Linked DNA regions of Gossypium arboreum: region 2 is linked to region 1. The links are chromatin contacts, called in public Hi-C maps. All regions are on one chromosome and are shown on one strand. Each heading gives the region's core, a stretch centred on a gene start, on an enhancer-like site or on the middle of the called end of the contact. The rest is flanking DNA. Distances are from core to core; before and after follow the strand shown.

What was found. Hi-C and Micro-C count contacts between places; a contact is called where the count stands out from the background.
Region 2: a Hi-C map of leaf shows a contact between it and region 1, with 4 times the contacts expected there. The contact joins the promoter of LOC108484204 here to the promoter of LOC108486335 in region 1. A contact is called at or near these places in 3 of 5 Hi-C or Micro-C datasets (all in leaf).

The regions. Positions count from the first base shown.
Region 1 is chr6:103,983,479-103,988,995 of ASM2569848v2, forward strand. LOC108486335 (reticulon-like protein B21) reads left to right here and starts at 1,408. Exons shown (of 9, transcript XM_017790338.2): 1 at 1,408-2,556; 2 at 2,659-2,715; 3 at 2,801-2,903; 4 at 2,983-3,057; 5 at 3,139-3,283; 6 at 3,361-3,430; 7 at 4,205-4,270. The coding sequence starts at 1,587.
Region 2 is chr6:104,285,620-104,291,378 of ASM2569848v2, forward strand. LOC108484204 (40S ribosomal protein S12-like) reads right to left here and starts at 2,027. Exons shown (of 5, transcript XM_017787905.2): 1 at 1,930-2,027; 2 at 1,779-1,823; 3 at 1,220-1,508; 4 at 487-552; 5 at 1-300. The coding sequence starts at 1,786. The coding sequence ends at 247.

The sequences.
Region 1 (5,517 bases), core at 158-2,657:
TAATTAATCATGGCACTTGCACACAAATCCCCCATCTTTGTCCAAATCTTGAATCTAGCTCACTTTTGCAAAATAAATATTTTCATATTTAAAATGATTTGGATGAATTGCTTTATAACAAAATATTATCCAAAGTTAATAAAATGAGTAAAAGGGTGTCGGTGACAATTATATGAAGGCACCATCTCTTGCCACGAGATGGTGTCACATGCTTGTTTAACAGAAAGGGGTAGGTGGGACCTTATTTCATAATTTAAAAAATAAAAATGCATGATTTAATTGCTGTTTTAGTCCTTCTTAATTTAATCTTCTAATACCTTGGTAACACATTTTGCTGCTCTTCTTCAGTTCTTTACTTCTTAATACTATTGATAGAAACTGTTTAAACTTACTAATACTATTATAAATATTTTAAATCTTAATTTATATATAAAATATTTCCTCGACATTATCTAAAATGTTGAATTATTGCAGTAGGAAATAGTACATCTCTTCCAACATATTATGTTCATATTGATTTTAACAAAATTCCAAAATGATATTTTGATCAAAATAATTTAACGCGATAATTATTTAGATGAATTAATTACATTATAAAAATAAAAGATTATATTAAAATTTAAAATTTAAAATTTAAATATAGTAGGGAACCAAAACCATAATTTTGACATTTTTGGGATTTTGTTATTCATATGCACAAAATTTGATAATTGTTGCCTCAGATCCAAAGTAAGCCCTTTTTCAGTAAGGACAATGTGAAATTGCAGTGTTAACTCACAGTCTTACATATCCTTTTGAGAGAGAATACTTCTGCAAAAAGAAAAAGAAAGAAAAATCCGTAACACCATGTATGTAAAATCTTCTAATTCTCTTTACCCAAAATCCAACAATAATTAAAACCTCTAATTTTGTCTTTCAGTCCCTGTACTTTTTATACTTTTTATATTCAGTCCTTTGTTTTTTATTTCAATAATTTAACCTTTCTACTAGTCTAATTTAAGTCTCCAAATATAACGTTTTCTTCACTTTATTATTTAAACTTTTTTTCTCATTTTAACATATAAACTATGATTTTTGTCTATTTTATTAAAAAGATTGTCCATAAAAATGACACATGTTCCTTAAAAGAAAAAAACGACAAATGCCACATTTTTATTGCACTAAAAATCAAGTCTAACTAATATCACTATCTCATTTCAACATGTGATATCAACTTAACTTTATTTTCTAAGTAAGAACTCTGAATATCATAAGGCCACACATTAATAAAATTTAACAGAAATCTACTATTTATGTTATCAATTAGAATTGTACAGGGATTTAATTTTAAAAGTCTTAAAAGTATAGGGGCTGAGAGCAAAATTAAACCCGAGTAAAAATGAAGGAAACCCAGTTCCCCCCCCCCCCCCTCCCTGGCAATTCACTCATATATACCTCTCTTTTTTCTGTCATTGTTTGATCCCACAAAGACCTCCATTTCTTCAATTTAAAGCTTCTTATCCAATAATTGTAACACCCATGTCCCAGTAGGAGTTGTTTCCCACAAAGGGTAAATAGAAAGTGAGATAAATAGGAGGGCAAAAGAGATGGATTCAAGTAATAGCAGAAGAACAGGAGGTAAAAGCAGTGTTGTTGCAGGCTCAGTGTGGGAAACCAGGATGAAAAGTGATGAATTCAAAGGTGGGATCAAGGTCTTCAATGAAGAAGAAAACGGCAATGGTGAGGGAAACAATGCTGGTGGTAATAAAAGGTTGAGCTTGAAGAAAGGGCAAACCTTTGGGGGTGTAGGTGTTAGTGGGAAGAGAAAGACATGGAAAAGTGAAAGCTTTGAAGGGTTGGAGAAGAACCAAATTAGGGTAGCTAAAGGAAAATCCATGGAGCATTGCAAAGACTTGAGCTTGTCTGTTGATAGGATTAAGAAGGTTCCCATTCAGGTCAAGAAAGGGATTAGGGATCTTAGTAAATCTGTTGATGGAATTGAGAGAACCCCAATTCATAGTAAGAAGCTAAGATCTGATGTTGCTAAAAAGGGTGTTGAGATGAGCAGCAAAGATGGCATTGAATCAGGCGAGGGAATAGAGGGGAATTCAGTGAAGGCCTCAGCTCAATCTTGTAATGAAAATGGAAATGATGATAAAGTTTTAGTTTTTGATGATGAAAAAATTGAAGGGAGTGACAAGGACTCAAATGAAAACTTGAAGTATGAATCTGAGTGGGAGGAGCATTGCAAAGAGTTTGGTGTGTGCCAAGAAATGGTCATTTCAAGCAATGGTGATGATGAAGAAGATGAAGAAATGGAGGATGTTGGGGATGAAAAGAAAAGCTTTGATATTAAGGAAATGAATGTACCAGAGGTGGAGAAGAAGCCTAACAAAGTTCCTAATGAAATGAAGCCCAATAAAGCTGTAAATGAAGTGAAAAAGTTGCAAGAAGATAACAAGCCTAGCACAGTTACTAATGGAGTGAAGAATACTAGTCAATTCCCTAACAAAGCTGCACCATTTTCTCCAACTCTTAACAAGCAGCCACCACCAGTAGTAAAGAATGCTACCCTTTGTAAGTTTTGTGTTCCCATTTGATGCTATATTGAGATAAGCAACTCTCTTTTAGTGCTAAATGAATGTTGCTAATGACCTTATTGCTTGGAATAAATTGCAGATGACGATTACCATTATCAAAGTTTCCCCCAAACTCAGAACCAATTGCACAATTTAGGTATATTTAACTGATTCCATTCCTTGGAAACAACATCAATGAATTCCATAGCTGCAACTTTATTAAACCCTTTTCATCTTTTCAGTTGATTTAGTAATGTGGAGGGATGTATCGAAATCGGCATTAATCTTCGGGGTCGGAACATTCATCATCATTTCATCATCTTACACACAAGACCTCGACATCAGGTCTCAGAATTGTCATCCTTTTTCCTTTCTAATCTTTTTTGAGTCCATCACTAAAACTCCTCGTTCAATGTTTCAACAGCTGCATTACAGTAACTTCCTATGCGGGACTTGTTTACCTTGCTGCTATATTCCTTTACAGATCAATCATCTGCAGGTAAACACATTGCATTAGATGCCATTAATGAACAAATAAAGACCTTCTCCCCCTCCCCCCTAACTTTCTATGATAATGCAGGGGAGTTGTGGATGTAGATGAATCAAGGTGTGTGGTTGGAGAAGAAGAAGCAATTTGGGTACTTAAATTGGTTCTTCCATATTTGAACGAGTTCTTATTAAAGCTGAGAGCACTTTTTTCTGGTGATCCTTATACTACAATGAAGGTAAATTTCCCATTGTTTTTTTTCAACCATTTGGTTTTGATTTTTAAAGAAAGTTGATCAATTGGGACCATTTGCAGTTGGCAGTGCTACTATTTGTTTTGGCCAGATGTGGCAGCTCCATAACTGTCTGGAAAATGGCCAAATTGGGTAAGTTTTTTTTTTTTTTTTACCTCTTGGTTGAGATCATGAGTTTTAGGTCAAATTATATTTTGGTCCCTTTATTATACTCAAATTTGATATTTAATACTTATTAGCATAATTTGACATAATGCAATCTTCTACTTTTGCAAGAATTTGTCATATACACAACAATATGGGTGAAAAAATATTTGACATAAATTTTTATTTAAGAAAATAATAATATTTAAAATAATTATTTCTTAAAATAAATTGAAGGTAAATGCTAGATATTTAAAATAAATTATTTCTTAAAATAAAATTTAAAATTAAAACACTTAATTAATCCAGTTTATTTTGAATTTTACAGATTTTTTATTTTGTTTACTTACACCAACTGAATTGTTGACATCAACTCGGTCACACAAAGTATAATAGTATAAATATCGATAATTATAATGGTATATATTATTGAAATGGTTTTTAGGGTATTGGAGTGAATGGTTTTTTATTTAAAATCATTTCAATATTTTAATTGAAATAGTTAATTATTTTGGACGAGACATTATAAAAGTAAAAATTATGTTAAATTAAAGTATAAAGATTAAATTTAAATTTTAAGTATAATAGAGGGACGAAAGCTAAAATTTGACCTTGTAAATAAAAGCAAGTTAGACAATCATGGCTGAAGTAAATAACAACTATATAAAACAGAACAGTTAAATTGTTTCGGTGAAAACGAGATCTAAATGACTGCATGTTTTTACCTTTTTAACTGAGGCATGGTTTTGTTGTTGATTGTAGGGTTTTTTGGGGTTTTCACTGTTCCAAAAGTCTGCTCTTCTTATTCCCACCAATTAACTGCCTACGGTAAAAATTCCTATCCCAATTATCTCCCATCAATCATATATTATACACTCATGGATTGGACCCGATCGAGGTTCGATTTTAAATTTTTTTTTAGCCTGAACACATCTTAAAAACACATTTTATGGTTAAAAAAAAAAAAAGCCGGGTTAGACTAGTCTAAATTGAAAAATGTAAATTCAAGCATAATCTAAAATAAGTTGAGTTGACTGTTTGATCTATGAACACCTCTAATATAATATCATTACTCCTACATTTGTCTTTTTTCTTCATATATTGTATGTTTGATTTGATTGATCTAATTTATATTTGTGAGTTTTAACCTTGACTTGAATTTGAAAATTATTAATCAATCAATTTGAATTCAATCTTGATTTAATCATAAAAAAGTCAACAGTACCATTGAAACTGTGCAACTCAAACTTAAAACATTGCCTCAAACTTGAAAAACATTAACTCAAAACAAATTGAACTCGAAATGATCAAAATCGTGATGATTGACTCAAAAATTCTAAACCCGAACCCAAACTCAACCAAATGTTGACATGAATCCTAAGTAATTTGACCCCAAAACAAATCTGATATGATTTGATCATGTCTTCTTAGGGTAAATTTTCTTATTAATTTTCAAACAAAGTTGAACTAGTTTAAATTTTGGTTGACATCAAGTTTTAGCCTATATAAAAGAATAGAAAAAGGAAGCTATAAAAACAAAATAAATCCACACATAAAGGGACTTATATTTACGATATAAAGCTTAAAAACTGTTATAATTTTGTGATTTTAATTGAAAATCTAGGTACATCATAAAGTGAAAAGTTGAGGCATAATGTTGTAGGTCCATTATGCTTGGGAATGAAAGTTAGATGCATCAAATAGTGAACAAGTGTAGGACCTATAAAGGAGGGAAAGGCTTCATATTGGGTCATAAATTAATTTGCTGTATCCTCAAATTTGCTTAATATTAATACGACTTGGTACTTAAACTGCTTTAATATCTATATTATTTATGTTTTGTTTTTTTCATTATATTTGGTGTCATCAATTCAAATTCCAAAAACACATCAAAGTCAAAAACTATAGCATCATTTACGCTGATTTGTTAGAATTTTTGTTTTCTAACATTAACTTTTTTAACTTTTAGGGTTTAGAATTTTAAAGAATATTAAATTAATATAATAATTTTATAATCGAAGTGCTTGTGATGGTTCCTAATTTTACAGACCATGAGCAAAGTTTCACCCAATCTA
Region 2 (5,759 bases), core at 777-3,276, 300 kb after region 1:
GAGGACAAAACATCTGATAAAATTGTTGGATTTCCAAATGGCTTGCTCCTACTAAACACATAATTTAGTAAAGGGAAAAAAAGCCTAGCATATTTAAGAAACACCGAGCAGTTCAGCATTGCAACAACTTCGGAAAAAAGAAAAAAGAAATTCTCAGGCATATTAATCCACAGTTTACTATCAAAAATAAATAAATGGCCCAGAAAAATCGCTTTGATTTTACCAAAGAAACCATCTTCCGGTCACCTAGTCCTTGTGCTGCTGAACAACTTCGACGGCCTCATGTTGTTCACCATAATCCTGCAGAAGAAAGAACCATAGATCCCAACAATAATGAGTCAAGAACATGTACTCAAGTTTTCTAAATATTGCTTGGCAATAGAAATGATTTAAAACGGAAAATAAGGTTAGAAGAAAGAACGAATTTGATTAGACAAATATTTCTGTAAGCAAAACAAGATTGTACTCCCAGGTACATGCTCATACCTTCACAACTACGCAGGAACAACCAACTACCTTTCGTGCTTTACCCTCAGAGTCTATCTTACACAACTGCATGTACAGATGAACACAATTAGCATTTACCAGTTTTCAAGGGTCCAAGGCACACTTTAGGAGCTACAACCCTTATACTACCTCGGGCACAAGGTGCCAAAAAGAGTGCTAGTCTGAGTGAAGTGCATTACATATGCATGTGTGTTTTTGTATATAAATATATACAAAACAGCAACTTTTTTTATTGCTCAATATGCATGATTTTCTTATGGTGCATGCCTATTGTCGAATATTCAAATATTGAGAAGTAGAAAATTTAGTACTGACCCTTTCTTACTAGTAAAGATATATCTATTGAAAATTTTGAAAAATAAAGGAAATTTAAATGGACTTCAATCAGACAAGATTAAATTTTACGCCTACTGCCTTGCAAAAAAGCACACCTAGGCACATTGGGCAGGTGCCTAATCAAATGGCACTTGCCAAAAAGGACCTAAGAAGCTATTGTTTTCTAGTGCTAAGGCACAAGATGCAATCGTGCCTTGACAATACCGGCATTTACAGAAATAGTAGTCCCTTTCAATTTGACTTTCTAACTTAATGTCTCCCAAAACTAATAACTACTCAACATATCATGAACAAGCAGTATCAGTACAGCACCCTCAGCATGTTCTGATCACAAGGAAATAATTCAAACATAAACAAGCAACAAAATGCCACTTACACCAGCCCACTCGCCGAGTGTTTTTGCGCTCGGGGCACGTAGCACTTTAACATTATGATCAGCACAAAGTGCCTTGACCAGCTTAACATAGTCCGGCTGGTCGCAGTCATCAGCTATAACGCAAAGATGCGCATTGTGCTTTTCAATTGCCTTAGCAGCTTCATGTAAGCCCCGTGCGAGACCACCGTGAGCTCGTGACTTCCTAACCACAAGTGGCAAGGCTGTGTTGATGTCCATTGGCTCACCGAGTGCAGGCGCCGCCTCGGGTTGGCCAACCGCAACTTCTTCCCTGCAAGAGCAAGCAGCACGAACACAACATAAATACATTAAAATAAAAATAAAAAGTTGTCCCTAATCATGATAAAACTTCCGAATAATAATAAAATCTGAAATAAAATAAACAATTCAAACAAACCCAAAGGGTATATAATGAGAATGCAAAGCAATTCGAATTTCATATGGAGAAATCAGAACAAACCCAACAAAAAGATTAAAATTTATGTGATAGTGTAATGAAAACGGCCTTGAAACCTTTAAAAAGGGATAAATTGTTGCTTACCCTGACATATTTTTGAGCTGAAGTTGGAACCGGAGGTACTGTTTCCTGGTAAAACAAGAAGAAAAAGACAGCGTTAATGGAACCGGATCTTTTGGCTAATCTAAAAACAGCGAAAGCTAAAGAACAGAAATATGTAGAGCGGCGAACCCACGAGAGATAATTTGCAGCAGCTGGGTGGCGAAGGAATGGGGAAGGGTTTGGCAATATTAGAGAAGGGATTCTTATAAACGAAGCCCTATTTCTTTCAATCTTTTAATTGGGTCCTTTGGGCTCCCCTCTTTCAATTGGGCTTTGCAAAGGTTAAATTTTGTTATTAGTCCATGTATTATGTGTAAGATATAAATTTGATTATTATACTTTTTAAATTATAAATTTGATTATTATACTTTTAAATTAGTCAAATTTAGTCACTATATTTTTAATTTTAAAATTTTAATCATAATCCAAATAGTATCAGTTATATCCTTTTGATTAATTTTACTATTAATCATGCATCGTAAGTAGTTGATTTAGTATTTGTACTTTTAAATTGTTAATTTTAGTCTTTGTATTTTTTGAATTTTAAAATTTCAATCTTGATTCATATGCTAACATTTAAATTCCTTTGGTTAAATTCTTCTACTAATGCATAAAGTTTGTAGGTTTAGTCCATTTTCTCCAATATTGTTCATTTTAGTCCTCATACATTTTAAAATTTGAAATTTCAATCTTAACATAAAACAATAATCATTAAATCTACCAATTAAATTTTTTTTATGAGTAATATGTAGAAATAACAAGTTTAAATGACATGACACATGTGATAATATTTGTTAAGGCAAGTATACTTGAAGTGGCTTGTGCAATGTTAATGAAAGTGATCATTGAGCTAACACTGCGACAGACTTTATAACTTTCCATGTTTAAAGTTGGCAATTTTTGAAACAAAAATTTTGAATGTGAATCATGCTAATATTGCAGAAATGTGATAGTCCTTCTATGAAGATCAATCCATTTAAAGTAACCTATCTTGAGGATTGGATCACATGAAGCAATTAAATTCCTTGAATTATGGAGGTCATATCGAGACTGCATTGAAGACTTATCTCAATCAATCCTACTTATCTTAGACTTCATTGTCATACGATATTTATGTTATTTTACCTGTAGTTTTGTAAGGGAATTGATTGTATTAGATCTAGTATAATAGCTAGTCTCAAACTCTTATATATTTGAAGAGACTTGTATAGTTCTTGTATTGAGAGTTAATAACACTTTATGTTCATTGAGGAACTTATTCTAGTGAGCGCATTAAGAGAGTAAAACAAATTAGTTGCATGGTTTTGCAGTCTAAGTTTTCACGTTTTCAGTGAAAAACTTAGAAGTGATTGATTTAGATTTTTAAGTACAAAAGAAAGGTTGTTATACAAGAGTGTGATAGAACTTAAACCACTTGTTGTATTTGGTTGCCAGATAGTGAATTTACTCATTGAGCTAGACTTCGCAAACAAAGGAAAATCGATTTGCATAAACAATTTATTCTACTTTTTGTTTTTGTTGTTCTTCTCGCAATGTCACCTTTGGTAGGCACTGCATCCATCACTTCAAAACTATATTTGTCGTATAAGACCTTGGAAATAACAAGACTCAACATAATGATTTGATAACTTCATTTTTATTAGAATTAAAATTTCAAAAGTATAAAGATTAAAAAGAAATAAATTAAAATTATAATTTACAGATAATAAAAGGACTTATGGTGTAGTTCACCCATAAAAAAATAGCACAAGCCATATCCATCTCTCTTAAAGTTAACCTTATATAAACATTGTTATTGTTCTCTCTCCTTTTGGTTGGCTTAGATTCTAAAGGCTTTAATGCTATGCATTGAACACAAAAATTTGTTTCTAAATTAATCTCAGCAACCTAATGCTATGGAAAACATGTCTGTCTAGATTTGTTTGTTGACATTAGAGGTTGGATTTTTCATGTGTATATTTATTATGGGTAATTGTTTGTTTTTCCTTGATTAAGTTGGTTTAAAATTTCAATGCATTTTCAGTAGTCCAATCATGGGAAAAGTATTTCATACTTCTCCCTGCCGACTCAGATTCTACGTTTCAGCATAGAGATAATAAGTGAAAATTTAGGTTGTTGCATTTCCGCTTTTGTGCTTTTCATTCACAAATCTATTATGTTTTATTTTTCAATCATGGTATTCTTATTTATACTCTATTACAGTTTATTTTTCATTTGCAATTTCTCCAAGATTAAAGATTTGGTTTTTAGTTTACTTGATATTGTTGTTATTGCTATTGCAACATGCAGAAGGAGGTGAACTTGAGTGTACTTAATCATTTATTATCCTTCAATTCAAGAGATAGAGGTTATGGCTATGTTAACTAGACTTGAGACGTGGGTGTCAAGTCTTAATACATCAAATATGAGATACTATCCAAGTTTTGAACATCAGTATTTAATTTTTAGTGTGGATTTTTATAAAGAAAAATATTTGATATATTGTAAGAGTTTTTAGACTCCCCAAGCAGGGTTGGGGTGACTGCAAGTGTCTTATATGCTATAGTTAAATATTAAAATTAAATATTTAGAAGTATTATTTTAATGATTTTAGTGTAGATTTTAAAAATTCAAATTATTTTTAATAATTTTTAAAATATTATTCGATATAATATGCTTTTAATTTTTTATTTTTTATCACAATTTATTTTATAATATTTAAATAATATATAATATTTAAATTTATTTTTATATATAAATAATTTAATAATATTTGTAAAAATACTTAAAACGCATATATATTTTCACAAATTCCCAATCCCTATCTCTCACCTAAACTTAAACTTGTATTACATACATACATACACGTTGAGGCAAAATGAGTTAAGAGTCACTTAGTGGCACTCTGTAATGCCAACGGCAGGTGGTTAAAAATTTGTCTTATATGGTTTTAATTTACAATTTAATGAAGAAAATCATTGAACCTGGTTATGTGTTGTTATATTGAAGATACTTTGGTCCATCTATAGAAACCAACCCTTGACATTTGAAGATTGGACTGGATTCAAGTGAATCAATTAAGTTCTTAGAATGTGGAGATGTGATCAAGATAGTGTTGCTGATTTTGGAGATCATATATTTGAGTCATTGTATTTTGATTATTATTTATGTAATAGCTTTTTCTTCAAGGAGTTACTTTATATTCACTTAGATTCTATTTTACCAAAATGAAATTTATATATGTTGAAAACTTGTCTAGGTTATGTAATGAGAGCTTAATAAGTGTATTCTAATTTGTTCATTGAAGAATTATTTTATGAGAGAGTGTAAACTGTTATTATAAATATTGTTGAAATGTTTATTGCCCAAATTCTCGGGGGAAGACTTGGAGGTGAGTGTTCTAATCTTTTGTTGCAAAGGTAAGATCTTTATACTTGGGGATAGTGATAGAGTGTGATTAACTTGTTGTATTATAGATTAAAAATAGTGGAATTACTCACTTAGCTAGGCTCTGTAGGCGTAGGGAAATCGAACCGCATAAACAAACCTTGGTGTTATTTTTATTTTGTTTTCACAATTTTTCGCGGTGCCAAGTCGTAGTGACAGTTGTAGTGTAGCACTTCCATTGCATTTGTAATTTTAAGCAAACAAGCAACTTAAGGTAGCAATAATTGGTATAAGAGCAGAAACTTAATGTTTCTAGTGGTGAATCCTGGTGTTGCTTTTTGCTAACAATGGAAGGTTATTTGGTTATGCATCTCTTATGCTTAAGAATGGTAACTATCCCTATTGGAAGGCTAGAATAAAAACCTACATTAATTTTATTGATGAAAAGGCTTAGAGATATGTTCCCATTGGTTGGAAAAGCTATCATAGAGAGAACAACTGTGTTTGTGAAAACAAACAAGCAAAGTGAAGTTGGTGAATGCTCAACCAAGGTTGTTGTGATTAAGTCTGATAAGAAAGTTCCTACTCGATCTAGAA